Linked DNA regions of Arachis hypogaea: region 1 is linked to region 2. Evidence: chromatin contacts called from public Hi-C data. All regions are on one chromosome and are shown on one strand. The core of a region is the stretch at or near the end of the contact, and the rest is flanking DNA. Distances in the headings are between cores, read along the strand shown.

The links. Hi-C and Micro-C count contacts between places; a contact is called where the count stands out from the background.
Region 1: a contact with region 2 is called in a Hi-C map of leaf, with 2.2 times the contacts expected there. The contact joins the enhancer-like site here to the promoter of LOC112705320 in region 2. A contact is called at or near these places in 3 of 8 Hi-C or Micro-C datasets (all in leaf).

What each region holds. Positions count from the first base shown.
Region 1 is chr1:102,969,014-102,974,373 of arahy.Tifrunner.gnm2.J5K5, forward strand. No RefSeq gene overlaps it. Among protein-coding and RNA genes, the nearest start is that of LOC112762930, 7.3 kb to the left of the region's middle. Within about 2 kb of position 2,983, at least 1 of the 3 cell types and tissues checked has open chromatin away from gene starts, as enhancers often do.
Region 2 is chr1:102,906,829-102,912,032 of arahy.Tifrunner.gnm2.J5K5, forward strand. LOC112705320 (endo-1,3;1,4-beta-D-glucanase) reads right to left here and starts at 2,589. Exons shown (of 7, transcript XM_025756157.2): 1 at 2,213-2,589; 2 at 1,734-1,755; 3 at 1,137-1,263; 4 at 743-833; 5 at 549-638; 6 at 362-462; 7 at 1-274. The coding sequence starts at 2,360. The coding sequence ends at 134.

The DNA of each region.
Region 1 (5,360 bases), core at 1,733-4,232, 63 kb after region 2:
TAGCCTAAATTCTAGAGAGAAGAGAGAGCTTCTCTCCCTAGAAACCTATTTTAAAACATGGTAAAAACTATATTCTATGACTACTTTTTTTCCTTCGTTCATTCCCCTACAATCCTTGGGTTCAACAGCATTAAAAATGAGTTGGATTGGGCTAAGATGGGCTCAGAAATTGCCCTCAGCATATTGTCTTTAATGAGGTCATGTGCTGCTTGTCATGCGTACGCATGGGTCACGCGTACTCATGGCCTGGCAGATTTTCTCATCATGTGTACGCGTGAGCCACACGTACGCGTCGCCATGAATTCTACAAATCCTCATTTCTTCATGAATTTTCCACTTTGCATGCTTTTCTTCCATTTTTGTTTTGTTATATATATATATATATATATATATATATATATATATATATATATATATAGATTTTCCCTATGTATATATGTTTTACTTTTGCACCTCATAGAGGTTTTTGGAGAACTAGGGTTGCTTTTACGTATTTTGGGTTATGGATTATATATATATATATATATATATATATATATATATATATATATATATATATATATATATATATATATATATATATATATATATGTATGTATGTATGTATGTATGTATATAACTATTCTCTCCCCGCACTTAAATATTAGCATGTCCTCATGCTAAGTATAAAGCAAGACGAGAAATGGGGTATGAACATTTATTTAATGCAATCTATCTACATGAATGCAACTAAATGCAAAATGCGTCTACTCACTTGGTTAAAAATAAATCAATCTCCAAGAACATATATAAACACATAGGGCTAAGATAGTATGATGATTCATGAATTCCACTAATTCAAATCTCAAAATAAAGTATAAATAGACTTGCAATAAGAAATCTCGTGAAAGCCGGGAACAAAGGATTAAGCATCGAACCCTCACCAGAGGTGTTTGCACTATAATCTCTCTAGTGTTTGAGGGTCGATTCTCCACTAATCTTGCTTTCTAAGGCTTGCTCTTCTTCTACCAATCAACATATGTTCAATGCATGGATACATATATCAAGAGGTCTTTTCAAGGGTTGTAATGGGTTATGGCCAAGGTAGGATTGTATTTGGTCAAGTGGACTAAAATCTGAATCCTTGATCAACCTAAACTTCCCATCTAACCTAAGACAATCCATGTAATCAAAATACAAAACCTAACTACCCACTGAATATCTTTTCTCCATATTAGACAAAAATCACAATCTTAGAGAGAATAACACACCAAAACAAAATATTGGTTGATAAGATGCAACCAGTCAAATAGGCTCAAAATCTCACAAGGCTTGTGTGTTCTAACTCTAAAACCATGTTCCAAAATTAATTTCTTCAAGCAAGTTCAACAAAAGTTTTGATCAAATTAATGGAATGCTCTAAAACCGTTTCTCGGAAAAGTAGTCATTACTTCAACCAAGTAGTCCTAGCACAAAGATGAGTAGAATATGTACAAACTCTAACTATCATGTAATCCATCATGTAACAACTTACTACAGAAAGCAAATTATACTAACTAACAAAGAAGATTAAGACATAGGTGTTGGAAAGAGGAGTTGTTACCCACGGAAGTCAGTCACCAACCTTCCTACGCTTAAAGACTGCACCGTTCTCGGTGCATTTAAAGAGGAGCAAATGGTAGGGGGAACGCCGCTTTCAATGGCCTAAGGATGATGTGACAGGGGCGCCTCCATGTCCATCTCTCGATTGCGTTCTTTGCCAAAATCCAAAGTGGACTTCGGAGTAGCGGTCTCCCCCAAAGGTGGGTAGATGGCTGAGGTGCTTATGGTGATGTTGATGATGTTGAAATTTCCGGTTGGCTACCTTCCTAGGAGCTTGCTCCTGGTCTCTCTTAGTGAGATTCCTAAAATGGAGGAGAAGGGAGAAACATTAAGATAAGAGAGAAAGATATGAAACTAATAAAGTGCAAGTGAGAAAGAATGCCAAATAAGAATAAGGTGTCTCAAGTACATGGTAGTTACAACATGTAAGTGAGAAATCAACTAAAACATTGAGGCATATCACCAGCACTCGATGCATGAGTCAAGAAAGCACATAAGTATAGGCCAAGGAAAGAGAAACTCAAGCATCAAAATCGATAAAGATGAACTCATGCAAAAATAGGGAAGACATAAGAGAAGTATTAACTCAGAAGAACTCCAAAGTAATGAAGCACAAAAAGAATAATATGGAGTTAAATCACTAATTCATGCATGATGTCACAAGAATAGAAATCCATGAACAATAAGAATTAATCATGAAAAAGAGAATAAAATTGGAGAAATGTACAAGGAATGTAAGTCTTATGAAAAAGAAGCAAAGAGTTAGAAGCATAAAACAAAAATTAAAGGAAATACTCATTGGTTCTTTTTCACAAACACTTAGTGTGCATAGTATGAATCAACAAGCAAATTGATAAAATCAAGTATGTAGCACTCTCAAAATGAAAAGCAACAATTATAGCATCACCAAACAAGACAAAACAAAGTAAAAGGCACCAAAACAATCTATTGAATTCACAAAATTTGAATGTGAAAATCCAACACCAATAAAAAAATAACAAGTCTAGAAAAGAAGGATGAAGAACTAACTACATATAGCAAAACTAAATTGCAATCAACAAGAACAAATGTCATCAAGTACCACAAGTAAAAGAAAATTAGAAAGCAGGAGAAGTTGAGAAATAAAATTTTAAAAAGAGGGAGAAGAAGAAATGGAGAAGTGCAAGTGAGAATGGATGAGAAAGGTGAGAAAAAGAGAAAGAAAGAGAAGAAAAGAAAGGGTGGAAATTGAAGAAATGAAGAAGGAAGGATGAAAGAAAGAAGAAGAAGTAAGAAAGAAAAAAGAAACACGGTGAAAGAACAGGGAAGCGCGCCCTTCAATTGAATTCGGACGATGACGTGTACGCGTCGGTCACGCATATGCGTGAGAGGCAATAAAAGAAAGGTGACGCGTATGCGTGAGGGCTATCGTGCTACTCGCACAACACCCGCATGGTCCCAGCACAACTCACTATCCAGACCATGCGTTCGCACCAACACAACACCAAAAATTCACAATCCAGGAAAACAGGGCGATGCGTACCCGTCGGTCACGCATACGTGTGACAAATGCCCATGCTCATAGCACCCTTCCCGCATGGCCCAAGCACAACTCACTGTGCAGGCCATGCAGTAGCGTCGTTCACGCACCATTCTCGCATGTGAATTTTCGGGGGTCACGCGTACGCATGGTGCAGGCGTATGCGTGACAAGTTTTTTTTTTAAATTAACAAAATCCTTATCCATTCAAACATGGGTAAATTTCAAAATAACTAACCTAACTCAAAGCATAAATCTAACAAACAAACTAGCAACCAAAGCAATATATCGAAAAGTGATATAAAAGGCAAGAAATTACCTAACAATGGCAACTCAATTCATTCATCAACTATAGATACAAGAGAATGGAAAGAGGTTACCATGGTGGGGTGTCTCCCACCTAGCACTTTTATTTTAAGTCCTTAAGTTGGACAATTGATGGGGTCCTTGTCATGGTGGCTTATATTTGAACTCTTCCTTGAATCCTCACCAATGCTTGCATATCCAATGTCCACCGGGATCCCAAATTATTCCGGGGTCCCAAACCTTGTGTTTGCACCCGTCTTCTTGTTGATTATCGTAGTTCAATTTGGGTGACAAGACTTGTGAATTCTCATTTAGGTACTAAATTCTCTCCCTAGACCCATTCAATGTAGCACTATGCCAACCTTTGAATTTCAACCTTGATGATTCAACCAAAATGAACCTAGGATTGTATTTCCAACCATTACACAACTCTCTCTTACTCTTTACTCCACAAGGGCTCTAAATTGACCATCCATTTTAAGCAAACCATATTCAAGAGGAAAAGTAAAGCTTAGGGATAAGAGATTTACCCACTTGAATGAAAGAACGGATGGTGATGGCTTGGGGAGAGGTGTTTCCAACAACTTTGGCAACGTGATCTTCACTCCCTTTGACTCCTCCTTGCTAATTTCACCTCGTGACAAGCTTCTTTCACTTCAACCTCTTCCTCACCAAATTCTTCTTATTCTTCCCCATCACTCAAATCATATGTTGGAGGTTGAGTAAAATCTATCTCAACATCAACCTCAAATTCAATGGGAGAAGACTTTTCAAACTCAAGAGGATCATATGTTGATGCGGAATCATCATCAATTGATGGACTTGTTACTTGCTCCATTTCTTCCATTTCAAGTTCTTCCACATTGCTTGCCAAGGGTAGGGGGAGGTTGTGCATATTCTTTTTGACCTTTAATTCATGTCCAATGGGAGAGGATTCAACAAAATCATTGAGGGGGTTAGTGAGTGAAAGATAAGAAATCATCAATGATTGAATCCATCTCTTGATCAACCTCTTCAACTTTAGAGGGCTCTACAACTTTAGCTTCCCATGGACTTTCGGCATCTCCTAAATCTTCAATCACTTCTTCCTCTTCAACAATTATGGCTTCCTCCCATTGTTCCAATACAAAATCCCATTTCTCATTCTCCACCAGAGTTTCCAATCTCTCTTTCATACTCTGCTCTTCATTTGATTCTCTACATGTGACCATGGGAGTACTTTGACTGCATGAGCATTGGGTGGATAAATTATTTACTACCTCAGTCAAGGTATCCACGAATTCTAGTTGCCTCCTTTGAGCTTCAGGTTGCTCTTAGAGTAATGAAGTGAGAGAATCATCCATGAGTGTTTGAGGTTGATATGAGGGTTCATTGTATGGGAGAAAGGGTTTATAATAGGGAGATGGTTCATCTTGACAAGGATATGGAGATGGTGTATACTGAGGTGATGGTTCTTGGGAGTATTGATGTTGGAATTGTGGTGGCTCTATGCATGGTTTATAAGGCTAATAAGGTTGTTGGTAATGTGGATAAGGGTTAGAATTATATGGAGGCATTTGGTAAGATGAGGCTTGTGAGTATGGTGTTGAAAATAATGTTGAGGAGGAGGAGGTTCATAGGCATATTGTGGTTGTAATTGATAATCACAAGGAGGTCCACCATAACCATTGGATTGATATGCACCATGAAATGGTTCTTGCTCATAGCACATTGGAGGAGGTTGTTGCTAAGAGGGTTGATCATAAGCATATAGCTTCTTCCACCTTTGATTATCCCATCCTTGATGCAAGCCTTCGTTGTAGTCCTCATTTCCTACAATATAGTTGTAACCATACTCATAAGAAATAATGAAAATAAAAACAAACACTAATAAGAAATAATGAAAATAAACTCCTAAAACTAGCAAGAACTAGCAAACAAATCAAAAATCAAGCTATTCACATTATTAACATATA
Region 2 (5,204 bases), core at 1,339-3,838:
AAACATATATATGCCTTGATATCTTAAACCACGGAGAGCAGCATCATATCATAAGTTTAATAACGATAGATGAACGTAATATTCATGTCCAACAAGCAATGAAACATAAGTGATATATTCTTGACACAATTTCTCACTTGAGATGTTTAGGAAACCAGTCCAAAACAAAGTGATGAGCCTCCTCAGCATCCTTCACTGCTTTTGAATCTTGAGGGTCATACCTCACAGTCCAACCATGTGCCACCTTTGGAACTACCTTAACATAACTGTCAACCTGCACCAAACCAATAAAATCAGTTTCATCAATCATCACATGTCTCACCGGTTGACAACAAATTGAAGGAAAGGAAATATATCTGACCCGAGGTTTAGCCTTCAGGACTTCTTCAAACTTCTTTATAAGTTCTGGAGGGGAAACTTGATCTATTTCAGCTCCAAGAATGCCAATTGGAATATCAACAGCTGAAAAGGTATCAAGGCCAATGATTAAGTGAAAGAGTTAGAATTGAGAAGAATCTGTCTGCCATTACAATATTGGAAATACATACCACTGATATCTTCAACAGTGACAAATGTTGGATGTAACAGCACAGCAACTTGGATAAGTTTAGGTTTTGCAAGTTCAACCACAACCTTAGCTGAGAGAAAGAAGAGAACATATAGTGTGAGTTCAGTGTTAACTTAGCTGTGTTGATAGCTTTAAATCCAACCACCAATAAGGATCATAATAAGAGGCACTCACCACCCCAACAAAAACCAACTGCACCAATAGCAGAGATACCTTTACTTTTTAAGGCTTCAACAACGGGTTTTGCATCTTCAAAACCTTTATCCTAATAAATAATAGAATAGCTAAGCATCAAAGGTGTCACAACTTGGGTATATATAGCCGATCTGAGATACTTAGCATTAAGATTATAAACCAGCCATAACAGTGGTACTATGGCAAGCCAATTTCAAGTTATAATAAGATTAAGTAACTAAGTAATAGTGTAATACTCAGTCACATATCCTCCAAAATCAGAGTTATCTAAGTTCAAATTTGAATTAAATGATGATACCAATAATACACACTTTTCTTCAATAAAGAAAGTTATGAACAAAGAAATAATGTTAAATCATTAAAAAGAACTAACCGTTCCATGATCTTTTAACCACTCTCCTATAGGTCTGTTAGGATTCTGAGGATCATAGGGTTCACCATAAAAGAAGTCCGGAACAACCACATAGTAACCAGAAGCCGCAATCTTGTCTGCAAGCTTCCTAAACAACAAAAGATGAACAATGTTATTTAGGACAGGAACACATTGAGATGGAAACAGAGATAATTGACAATGAGAGCAGATTGAATCAGATTAGCCTCCTGCTTCTATTGGTGGTATAATTTATCAAAACCTTCAGAAATTTTAAGTGAAAGGATAAACAACCACTACCACTGTACCAAAAACCAATTGAGTATATAATGTATGAAGAATATTACAATCTAACATAACATGTACAGCATATCTTTCACAAACCATGAATCTATACTATTATGCTAATATGTCCATTTTTGTTTTAAAAGGACAAGTAGTGTGAATATCAATCAACATAGTATCCTTCCTTATGATCTACATGGTATATTACTTTGAATTTGTCAAAGCAAATCCATAAACAATAATTTAATTTCTTGAATCATTCTATTAAAAGTTAGTAAATTAGTTTCATAAAACAAACATGAGAAGTGGCCATACCTTAGATTTGGTGCTTCATACCCTGAAAGAGAAATGAAACATGTGAAGTGAGTGTAGAATTTATACATAAAATGTTTAACACCTGCAATAAATTTATGCTACATAGCCTGAAAGACAGAAAGGTTTATTAACGTATTATGCTGTGAACTCAATGTCACAATGAGAAACCTCAGACCGAAATATTTCTTCAGAACTTTCAAATCGAAAAGTTTATAAAGAACTAATGAGTGACTTGGGCAATCCTGCATAGTCAAACCCTTAAAGAAACTGATTTTTAAACTAAATTCCACAAATTTTAAACTAATTAGTTACACATATTCATAATGATTTAAAGACAAGCATATGATGAAATCCAACCACACCCAAAAAGTCAACGCACTCAAAAAGGCATAGATGACAACCAAAGTCAAAAGGTTCAGATCAACAAAAGAAGAGCAAAAGATGGAAAGTGAAAGGATGTGATGGTAGGAAGCACGAACCAAAAACATCGGAGATGAGAAGAACGGCGAGGTTGGAGTGAGAAGAGCCGGTGAGATAGGAATCAAGACCAGCAAACTTTTCAACATGGCCTATTCCTGCATTTGGGTTCAGGGTAGGAGGGTTTGAGCAGCACTCTGCACCTGCCATTGTTTTTGGAGGGGGTTTTCTGGTTCTGAATTCTAATATCTACTTATTTATAGAAGGTGAAATTTTTGGTGCTTACAAAATTTTTTACTGATTACCTAAAAACAGAGATAGAATAAAATGGAATATACTTGTTTATTTTTTAAATTCTCGTAAATGTTTAGCAGCTTAAGAGAGACCTTTATAAAAATAAAAATAAAAGGGAGGAGGTAGGATCTGTCTAGTTTGAACCGAAAAGGTGGAAGGTGTAACTGGGTGAGTTTGTGAATGAAAAAGACAAAAAGAATACACGTGGTTGCGTTAGCACTTACATCCAACGTAACACACTTGTTAAAAACAAAAGATTAAACTGAAAAAAAAAAATTTGTGTATTATTAAATATATTTAAGTTGTTTAAAATCAATCAATTTATAATTATAAAGATAACTAACAAGAGATTCGTGTTTCTTATGTAATTATAATTATGTCCTACATATCTATTGTTATTTACAATTTGTGCCTTTTTTATATCTTTTTTTTAAGTTTTAACCCATTTGAAGCTGAGGGAACTACTTATTTCTGGAACTCTCTTCTGTAATATTTTAAACTGTCGTAAGGTCTTTTTTTATCTACTGAATCGAAGACAAAAGTGGTTTCAGCAATCCCCAAATCACTCTTTCGAGTTCAAATGCATTTTATGGAAAAATATTTTCTTTAGTTTTATAAAAAATATTTTATTTATATTATAAAAAAATAATAAATAAATGTATTGATGTATTAATGGTTGATTTTTATGCTTCTGGAACTTGTACTTGTTCTTCAGATTATTGATTTTGTTCTTGAACTGTTGTTATGTAGGATATTTTATTAATTATTTAATTTTAACCTCACTGTGGGACTAAATTGATGTTAAATGAAATTTTTTTGGATTCAAATAAAACACTTTAAATCTTAAGGATCAAAACAGAATTACGCCCAAACTTAAGAGACCAATTTAGTACTTTACCCTTTATTTATTTATTATTATTATTATTTGCAGGTTTTATAAGATGAATTGAATTGTTCATAATGTAATATTAGACTAGGATTTGTTTGCTTTAATGGATAAGGAAATAAATGAAATTATTGAACTTGAGTGAAATATTGTTGTTCAAATTCAAACAATGAAATGGAAAAAAATCATTTAAAATGACTAGCTCTATTCAAACAATGAAATAGGACAAAATCATTTAAAATGACTAACTCCTATAGAATTTGAAACACAACGTTGATTTGCTATTTTTCTGTTTCTGTGATTCTTTTATTAAACTTTCTGCCTCTTTTTCTTTTTTGTATGTTCTCACTATTTTTTTTATCTTCCCTTTTAGTGTTTTGATAAACGCCAAATTAAATTTTGCCAAGACTATTTTAAACTTAAGTTCAATTTCTAATTGGTTTCGTTGAGATGATTATTACTTTTCATACTTGAATTTCATACGTTTTGTATTGTTTTTGTGATACATTCCATTATCACAAATTCACAATTACCAAGACAAATTCACTTTTATTGTTGAAGGGGATTCTTTTTATAAATCTTTCAGCTTATTTTACGAAATGGGAGAATAAGAGTTAAGGACTGACAAGAAAAAATTGTGAGTAAGTTAATGATGAGAGAGGGAAGAAGAAAGGGACTGTGCTTTCTGTTATAAGTGAAAATTCCTCCAAAAGTATATGAAATATTTGCATAAAGAGAATTGGTTAAATACCCTTTTGAAAAACTGTCCTAACTTAATTTTGTATTTTTGTTTGCCAAATTTTTTAAAATAATAATTTCAAAGATATTTCAGGTTCATAATGATGATGAGGTAAGGACATTGTTCATGCTGCTCTCAAACTCAAGCAATGGTACACTCATTTTATCAATATCCATTTTTCATTTATCTCTAATTTTTATAAATTCGGTTTCAATTCTTATTTTTATGATGTTGGATACCTTTAAAGTTGGCAGCTTATTCCTTCTTGCATTTTGCTCACCAGCTGTTTGCAATTTTGTTTCTTTGTTAGTGTGTTCAGAACTTTAGATAGTGAAGGAGACATGGAAGATTCAAGTGGAAGACATGCAAGGCACTATACATTTACATTTGGATTCTCGGGACAACATTCTTTCCTCATGTAAGTTTGAAGTTAAATATTTCAAAATGATCAAAGTATTTGGTAGTTTGACCTGAGTTTAAAATTTTGCTATGGATTATATCACTTTTTTTTAATTATTTTTTATTTTGATTAATAATTTGTTTTCAATGTTTTAGCTTTATATGTCGGATAAAAAATTTATTTAATTTATTTATTTGTTTTTTTTAACTTAAGATATTTTTTAATTTTCACTTTTCTTAGTTCTTTTGTATGTGGAGTCTCCCTCCTTTTGCAGTATGATGATAATTCTCCCTTTTTTAATTATTTGAGTAACATTATGATGAATTTATGATAATTTGGTCCTTAAAATTTCTGTAGAGATTCTATAGTGTAGTATGTTGGTTAAAGTCGATTACCTGCTAGAAGAGAATGCAAGATTCAAGAGACTGCAACAACAGAATGCAAGATTCAAGAGACTGCAACAACAGACATGCATCTACATTTATATATCTATGTAAACATACATGCATATATTACATTGTTACTCATTTAGATCAAGTTTTTGTTCTTCGCATTTTAATTACAAGTGATTTTGTTTGTTTATGTTTGCTTTAATAGTCATATTACTATCTCTTTTGCGAATCACTTTTTAGAAAATATTTTAATAAAATGATGTTGCAATTGTGTCATCATTGTTGCATTTTGTGAACTCGTGTAAATCAACAAAAAGAAGAAGAGTATCCTGTACCAAAAATT